Linked DNA regions of Mus musculus: region 2 is linked to region 1. The links are chromatin contacts, called in public promoter capture Hi-C maps. All regions are on one chromosome and are shown on one strand. The core of a region is the stretch at or near the end of the contact, and the rest is flanking DNA. Distances in the headings are between cores, read along the strand shown.

Region 1 (4,327 bases), core at 1,152-3,651:
GGCCTGATTGCTTCTCAGAAATGGTTGGTTTGAGGAGGGATTGGTTCCCACAAAGGGTTTATTTGCACCTACATTGTTTCTCACAAAGGGTTTATTTGCAGCTGGATTGGTTCCTATAGATGGTTTGTTTGCGGCTGGATTGGTTCCTATAGATGGTTTGTTTGCAGCCGGATTGGCTCCTATAAAGGGTTTGTTTGAGGCCGGATTGGCTCCCACATAGGGTTTATTTGAGGCCGGATTGGCTCCCACAAAGGGTTTATTTGAGGCCGGATTGGCTCCCACAAAGGGTTTGTTTGAGGCCGGATTAGCTCCCACAAAGGGTTTGTTTGAGGCCGGATTGGCTCCCACAAAGGGTTTATTTGAGGCCGGATTGGCTCCCACAAAGGGTTTATTTGGCCCTGGCAGGTTTCTTCCGAAATGGACTGGATTTCCTGCATAATTAACCCCGGAGGTAGGAGAGGGAGGTTTACCGTAAGTTGGGTTTCCTGGACGAGTAGCTTGTTTGCCTTCCCAAGCAAAGGAATTCCACTGAGGACCCCTTTCAACTTGTGGATTTCGGTAGCCAGGTCCATTCTGTCTAGGCCCCTGGGTACCAGTGGTTTGCCATTGTCTTTCTGAAGGATAATTTGGGTAAGGATAATTCTCATAAATATTTGGCTGACTTGGTCTCCACGGAATTTGGCTTTTTGGTACTCCCTGGCCTGAAACATTAACTTTAGGGGGAGGGAAGACACCGTTTTGAACTGTAGGATTGTTCCCAGCGTTCGGCCCAGGGCCTGTGTTTCCTATTGGGCTAGTGTCATTTCCGCCTTCAGGAATTGATTGAGTGGCATTAGCATCAGGCACAGTTGAGTTTGTAGAGGCCTCTGGGGGTGGGTCATCTGGAGGTGGGTCCTCTGGTTTAGGAGGGTCTTTTTCTTTGGGTTTTTCATAATCTTCAAACATCTCTTCTGAGTAATAAGGACGACCCCCAAAGCCGTGATATCCAAAAAATGCATAGTAAGGATTCTATAGGAAAGAAGACAGGAAAGGAGAATCATTCTTTGCTTGCTTCCATGGTGTTGCTTGGAATTGCTTAGTGTAACTGGGAAAGTTCCTCCACAGGCTTCTCATACCATGACAGCCTACACTCTCCTCTAGATGTTCGAGGCCTCTGTTCTACCCTTTGGTGCTGAGTAGTCTCTCTAGCCTTTAGGCCCACATCCTGAACCTTAGGGTTAAAATGCTTTTTGATCTAGGATCTCACAGTATGAGACTATTGCTTAGGCTTTGAATGTGTGAAAACCCCCATGCTTGAGCCCCTGAGTGCTGAGGTTACACATGTGAGCTACAGTGTCCAAGTTAACTGTTATAATTCTTGATATTGTATCTAGTTATTTATTTTTGAAATAGAGCTTTGCCATATAACCCTGGCTGGCCTGTAACTTGCTATGTGGATCAGTGTCGTGCAAAACTTGCAGGGATCCTCCTGTCTTTGCCTTCAGAGTGCCAGGATTACAGGCAGGGCAACATCATGATTAATAGTTTTTGTTTTTGATTCCATCCCCTTTTCTCCTCATTTCTGTGCTCTCATTTTACTCTCCTATGTTGCTGAGCCTGAACTTCAAATATGGATACATGCTTTTATTTCACAAAGGCAAAAGCCTGTCCTACAGTTCTTGCCGAAGGTCCAATGAGTAAGGCTCCAGACTCTTCCAACTGAATGCACCCAGAACTGGGTTCATCTCCCCATAAACGTCATTATCCTGCATCTAAGGAGCATTTTCTAATCTCAAACCCAGTTGCCCCAGCTTCTGCTTTCTATCTTATTTCCCCAGACAGTTAATTACCAAGTCCAAACGTTCTATCTGAACTTTCAGCCTTGCCCTGTCTTTTTTTTGCCTACCACTCCCAAACTATTGACATTGCTTTCTCAGTGACCACTGTATGTGTAATCTTACTTTACTTTATGATTTCCATCAGAGTAGGAGACACTAGGGGTCTGTTTCTGGGAATGGAAACATTTTTCTCTTTAAATATGTGTTCAGAATTGCCTTTCCCTTAAAGGATAAACTATAAATTCTTTAGCATAACAGAAAGCAGAATGCCTTGGTGCTATATACATGTGCAATGCAGGACTTTCTACAACTTTTAGGGCTATAACTGTTGGCTAAATTCACATTATTCAATTGTAATATGGAGACAATAATAATAGGATAGTAAAAACCATACAATTTGTCCTGAGAGTCAAATGAGAATATATCTATATCTTTCTCTAGATCTTCATATCTGGAATTTTGTTTCTAATAAATGCTACATATTGAACTAAACATTTTAAAACTTTTACAATCATCTGAGTCATGGCCATGACCTTTAACCTTAGTTCCTCTTCCTTAAACTTTGATGTGGTTGCAAATTGCCTCCGCTGTTAATTCTCTTGAGTCTTTGCACATGGCCTCTCCCTATCTAACTGTTTCCCACCTACACCCTCAGCCCTCCCAGCACACTTGACTTCAAGATGCAGCTTGAGTGCCACAGCCAGGTGCACCTGGCTCCTGGAACAGTGCTGGACTCAGGCTCTGCTGCTCATGTCTGCAGCCTTCGGCTGTGGTTACCAGCGCAGCAGGTTTGACTTGCTTATTTCACTGGGCTCCTCCCACTTGACATCTCCATGGGAAGCTTTCAAGTAAAAATATTGTCTTGCTATTCTAGTTTTCTAGACCAGTGGGAAATACTTAATAATTTTGAATTAAATTAACAACCTATGTGATTTTTTTAGACGTGTGTATCATTTGGTTATTTAATTTTTCCCCTGTGCTGGTGATTAAACATAGGCATGGTAGTTAAGTCTTCTACTACTGAGCTATATCCCCAGCCTTAGTTTTCCCAAGAGATAGGACACAGATTTAAGCCTATGTTTATGTCTGAATTACTCTGTTTTACTTGCTAAATTTTATGAAAATCTGAAGTTCTAGTTTCTAAGTAAGGGTATTGTATACAATGGCCTGAGACACTCTTACGTGGGTATTTTATAGTGATATAGTATTTTAAACGTCCCGTGATATTATTGAAATAATATTTCACCACCATTACTTTAGTGATACCTTGCTCCTTCCTCCTCCGGCAAAGGTGTACATTTCTGCCTTCACGGAGTGCATGCCACATAGCTAGAGGTAAAGAGTAAGCCAAGTCCAGGGTGGACCACGAGAACAGTTTATTTGCTGACATACTAAGAATTGGCATACTGGGCATACTTGATTACTTTCCTGGAATATAGTAAAAATGGTATCGTATCATAAGACTTGGGTTTGGTCCAGTTTATCCTGTAACCCAAGAGGAAAAATTGGATATTAATTTATGTTCTCTGGATTTCAGTATTTATTCAATGAGATATTTAGACAATAATGTAGTTTCCTGTGAAGAGAATATTCTAAGATGATCTTAATTTCTTTCTGTGTGTTTCACTTTCTAGGGTTCACTATCAGGTTTGCAAAGAAGCTAATAGTTTCCACAGCAAATCTGTGTACAGTCTTTCAATCCATGTAGAGGGATTATGCACCATGGAAGTGGTGCTGGGTTTAGGGACAAAGCCACGCAGCTGCCTGCTGTGCTGAGACTAGGCCGGTGCTGCCACAACCAGCACTGCATCACACTTAGTCACACTACTGGCTTGATTTTATTTCACTTAAAAAAAAAAAACTTGAGAGCTCGAGTTAAAGACGTTTTTAGCGATGGTTTTAAGTTCTTGTGGCATTGGGTTAAATGATAGCAGCTGATAGACTATAGTTCTTAACCAGGGTGACAGAGCCACTCGTACTTACTCCTTCTTCATTGCTGAACTTTGGCCGTCCAAACGCTGTTGGTGGTCCCCTCTGAAAGATGAAGAGCACAGTGAGCAAGGAACCAACCACTTTGCTTTCTTCTCTTTGTTTTAAAGGCAGGATCTTGTTTTATATCAGGACCATTATGGATCTGGGCTGTCCTTGAGTTCTTGGCAATCTTCCTGCCTCAGCCTTCTAAGTGCTGGGATTACAGTTGTGCACCATTAGACTGGACTAGAAATGTGTATGTGATTGTATGTATATGTGTGTTTGTGTCTATGTGTGCGTGTTTGTGTGTGTGATTGTCTGTGTATGTGTGTGTTTGTATGTGCGTGCATATGTGTGTATGATTGTGTGTGTTATGTGTGCTTGTGCGTGTGTGTTTGTGTACATGTGCATGTGCGCACGTGTGTGGAGGCCAGAGGTTGGTGTTGGCTGTCTTCTTTCCTCCTTCACTTTACCTTTTGAGGTAGGATCTCTCATTGAACATGGAGCTCACTGGTTGGCTAGAGTAGCTGAGCCAGCAA
Region 2 (4,327 bases), core at 494-2,993, 54 kb before region 1:
TCTCAGCACCCAGTACAAAAGACCAACCAACAAAGCCCAAAGCAGCAACCCCTAATTCCCTGCTGACAACAAATTTTAAACTTAAAGAAAAAAAAATAGGTATTACAAACACAATCACTTTACTTCAAAACACTTTTTATTGACCTAAAATAATTGCCAAAAGCTAGGCCAAAGAGCAACTTTACTTAAGCTTAATGCTCTTCTTAACTCCAGCACGAATGCCAGAGAGTTCACCACTGTACCGCTGTTCTTCTCTGCGAACTTCACGAACCTGGCCTCGTCGTCGGATTTTGGCTTTTCTGAACTTTTCCCTATGTTTCACTCTGGGATTTCTATCAATCTTCTTTCTCCTGGGTGTAAGTCCCCTATTTTTAGCAATCTGGTAGGTAATGGCTCTCTTTGCATTTTGTTCTTCGAGAGCCTGTTCTTCAGCACTGTTTTCTTCCTTCTTTCTCTTCAACTCTTGCCTGTCTTCCATTTCCTTATAGTACTTGAGAGCAGCCCCATCAAAATCAGGCTCATCAGTCAGGGCAACAGCAGCAGCCTGCTTTACAGACTTGGGCTTGGTTTTGGTTAATTTTGCTTTTGGAGTCATTTCTTTCTTTACAGCACCATCCTTGGCTGTGAGGAGGTGACGGATTTCAGAGGACAGTTTCTGATCCACAACCGACAGCTTGTTGATCAGATTTCTGTAGGTAACAAGCCTTTCTATAACAGGATGTCCATGTGCAGGGACTCTCCGGGCTTTTAAGATCAAATAAAAGCTAATGTTGGCGCAATAGTTCAAGTAGAGATTATACTTAGTCTTCAGGTATTCGCTTCCTCTTCCAGTTGGAATGACCCCTTTCTCCACCAACTGTAACAAGGGTTCTAACTCATCCTTCACCTCTGTCAACTTGGCTTGGAGGTCTTCTATGAGCTCTAAGAGCTCTGGTGATTCTTTCTTCAACATTTTCAGCTTCTCTTTTACCGAGACTTTAGCCAAATCCTTCACAACCCTTGTCTCAGCTTCGTCTACCTGGGGCACCGGCTTTGCAAAGGCCTCCACCCAAGCGACTCCAAAATCATCCTCTTGCAGGGCTTGGGCCAAGCGCCGCTGAATTATCTGTGCCTCCTCCTCTTCTTCTCTTTCCTCCTCTTCTACTTCTTGCTGACTCTGACGGCCTCGGGATTTGGAACCATAGTCCGTATCGTAATAAAGCTTTTTTCTCTGACCCCAGGACAAGCTAGGGTCCACAGAGGCCTCAGCCTCACTCTGCACGGAGCTTCCGCCGTCATCATCCTCTCCAACCTCCTCCTCCTCCGAACTCTCTCCATCTTCGTCATCTCCATCATCAATATCTAGAGGTAGCACCTCTTCCTCCTCATCGCCATCCTCCTCCCCACTCTCGACTTCGTTCCAGCCCTTGGCCAGGACTGCCCGAGATCGCGCTTCATGGAACTCATCTACCTGGTCTTGGTAGTAGCTGGAGTCCCCTGGAGAGGGCGGCAACCCCAAGTCGTCCTCATTTTCGTCCGTGGCGGTGAGACCTGCCTGGGCCCGCACGGCGGCCCACTGAGCCGCTCCACGCCGCCGTGATTTCTTCACCATGGCTCACCAGCGGTCCCGGGTTCCCAAGCGACGCCGCGATTTCCGCCACTTCTGACCTCCGCCCAGAATGATGCCGGCAAGCGGAGGCTTTCAGCACCAGCACGCTCCGCGAACCCAAGTCGGTGACCACCGGAGCAGAGAGTCTGGGAAAGGCCTGTTTCCTTCCGCTCCCAGGGTGCTCTCCGCGCAGCGCGCGCGCCTAAACTTCCGCTCCCCCCCCCCCCCCCAGCGTAATCCCGCCGCCGTGTCTTTTTAAAAACCAGTCGGTTCCGGCGAATGAAAACTTCCGGGTAGGAACGCTAGGCCAAGGATATTTCCGTTCCGCGGATCCTTTTGTGGCTACTTCCGAGCTCTCTCTCTCTCTGGTGACTTCCGGCGTGAAGCCGGAATCCCGCCAGGGACGCCGCGAGACAGCCCGCGGCCGACAGAGGGCGCGGGGCATCTACGTTCCCACGCGTCGGCAGGGCGCCCACTGGGCCACGCTAGATAGTTGCCCAGCTCACGGTTTCGTGTTCTCCGTTTGCCAGAGTGGAAGTTAGTCAGGGTTTTGTTTGTGTTTTGTTTAGTTTTGTTTTTTGTCTGTCTTGACTTCTGAAGCCGGGACTCGCCATGTTGTCAGCCTCAGCCTCCCGGATTGGTGCTTTTCTCTGTTTTTGCCTGGGAGTTGCTACCGTAGGCGCCGCGTTTCCGGGCCCCGCGCGGCGAGTCTCTGCTTTTAGGCGACCCGAGAGAGGACTTCGGGGTTTTTTGGGGACGATGTAACCGGGAAGAGTAAAAGACGCGCGGTGTCCTTCTACTGGAATAGCTTCGCTTTTCTAGACGTTCTGGAAAACTGTGAGGCTGTCAGCCGCGGACAGCCTCCTATGTATAGAATTGGGTTGCAACATTTAATGATTATTCATTGTTGTGTTCTTCAACATTGATCAAGCACCAAACTTCCGTGGCAGCGTTTTAGGCAGAGATGGGGGGGGGGAGGGGAGGGGAGAATAAAGGAAGGAAATGAGCAAAATAGATTTAACAAGGGAGGGAGGGGAGAGGAGAGAGGAGAATGAAGGAAGGAAATGAGCAAAATAGATTTAACAAGGGAGGGGAGGAGAAGAGAAAGAAGAGGGAGAGGGGAGAGAGGGAGAAGGGGAGAAGAAGTGGGGAGGAGGAAAGAGGAGGGAAGAGGAAGAAGAGGAAAAGGAAAAGAGATAAAGGCCAAAATAGGAGACCTTGTGGTTTAGGAGGGCGCACGGGTACACCAAACAGAAAACTCAGTCAAATGGGAGAAGTGACATATGGGTCTAAGAGAATCGAACTGGTGTCAAGCTTAGTAGACAGGGCTACCACCTAAGCTATCTCAAATGTATGACCTTTTATGTCAGCTTCCTTATTTAAAAGGATATACAAAGTCGTGATTATGCATACCACATGGGGTCTTGTCTTTTTTTTCTTTTTTTTTTTTTTCCATTTTTTATTAGGTATTTAGCTCATTTACATTTCCAATGCTATACCAAAAGTCCCCCTTACCCACCCACCCCCACTCCCCTACCCACCCACTCCCCCCCTTTGGCCCTGGCGTTCCCCTGTACCGGGGCACACAAAGTCTGCGTGTCCAATGGGCCTCTCTTTCCAGTGATGGCCGACTAGGCCATCTTTTGATACATATGCAGCTAGAGTCAAGAGCTCAGGGGTACTGGTTAGTTCATAATGTTGTTCCACCTATAGGGTTGAAGATCCCTTTAGCTCCTTGGGTACTTTCTCTAGCTCCTCCATTGGGAGCCCTGTGAACCATCCATTAGCTGACTGTGAGCATCCACTTCTGTGTTTGCTAGGCCCCGGCATAGTCTCACAAGAGACAGCTACATCTGGGTCCTTTCGATAAAATCTTGCTAGTATATGCAATGGTGTCAGCGTTTGGATGCTGATTATGGGGTGGATCCCTGGATATGGCAGTCTCTACATGGTCCATCCTTTCATCTCAGCTCCAAACTTTGTTTCTGTAACTCCTTCCATGGGTGTTTTGTTCCCACTTCTAAGGAGGGGCATAGTGTCCACACTTCAGTCTTCATTTTTCTTGAGTTTCATGTGTTTAGGAAATTGTATCTTATATCGTGGGTATCCTAGGTTTTGGGCTAGTATCCACTTATCAGTGAGTACATATTGTGTGAGTTCCTTTGTGATTGTGTTACCTCACTCAGGATGATGCTCTCCAGGTCCATCCATTTGGCTAGGAATTTCATAAATTCATTCTTTTTAATAGCTGAGTAGTACTCCATTGTGTAGATGTACCACATTTTCTGTATCCATTCCTCTGTTGAGGGGCATCTGGGTTCTTTCCAGTTTCTGGCTATTATAAATAAGGCTGCTATGAACATAGTGGAGCATGTGTCCTTCTTACCAGTTGGGGCTTCTTCTGGATATATGCCCAGGAGAGGTATTGCTGGATCCTCCGGTAGTACTATGTCCAATTTTCTGAGGAACCGCCAGACTGATTTCCAGAGTGGTTGTACAAGCCTGCAATCCCACCAACAATGGAGGAGTGTTCCTCTTTCTCCACATCCTCGCCAGCATCTGCTGTCACCTGAATTTTTGATCTTAGCCATTCTCACTGGTGTGAGGTGGAATCTCAGGGTTGTTTTGATTTGCATTTCCCTGATGATTAAGGATGTTGAACATTTTTTCAGGTGCTTCTCTGCCATTCGGTATTCCTCAGGTGAGAATTCTTTGTTCAGTTCTGAGCCCCATTTTTTA

The links. Promoter capture Hi-C pulls out the DNA fragments that hold promoters and counts their contacts.
Region 2: a contact with region 1 is called in a promoter capture Hi-C map of pre-B cells. The contact joins the promoter of Utp3 here to the enhancer-like site in region 1. A contact is called at or near these places in 3 of 39 promoter capture datasets (the C10 cell line, liver and pre-B cells), 4 of 15 datasets of contacts at CTCF or cohesin (CD8 T cells, the G1E-ER4 cell line, large pre-B cells and 1 more), 33 of 484 Hi-C or Micro-C datasets (the AML12 cell line, B cells, the Ba/F3 cell line and 23 more), 4 of 115 datasets of contacts at active chromatin or transcription factors (the SCID.adh cell line, embryonic stem cells and large pre-B cells) and 2 of 9 other capture datasets (adipose tissue and liver).

The regions. Positions count from the first base shown.
Region 1 is chr5:88,498,140-88,502,466 of GRCm38.p6, reverse strand. Enam (enamelin) reads right to left here. Exons shown (of 10, transcript NM_017468.3): 9 at 3,801-3,851; 10 at 1-1,008. Among named protein-coding and RNA genes, the nearest start is that of Enam, 12 kb to the right of the region's middle. Within about 2 kb of position 2,401, at least 35 of the 459 cell types and tissues checked have an H3K27ac peak or open chromatin away from gene starts, as enhancers often do. A contact at or near this core is called in CD8 T cells, the SCID.adh cell line, Th1 cells and 3 more, where this site is marked.
Region 2 is chr5:88,551,878-88,556,204 of GRCm38.p6, reverse strand. Utp3 (UTP3 small subunit processome component) reads right to left here and starts at 1,743. Exons shown (of 1, transcript NM_023054.2): 1 at 115-1,743. The coding sequence starts at 1,591. The coding sequence ends at 182.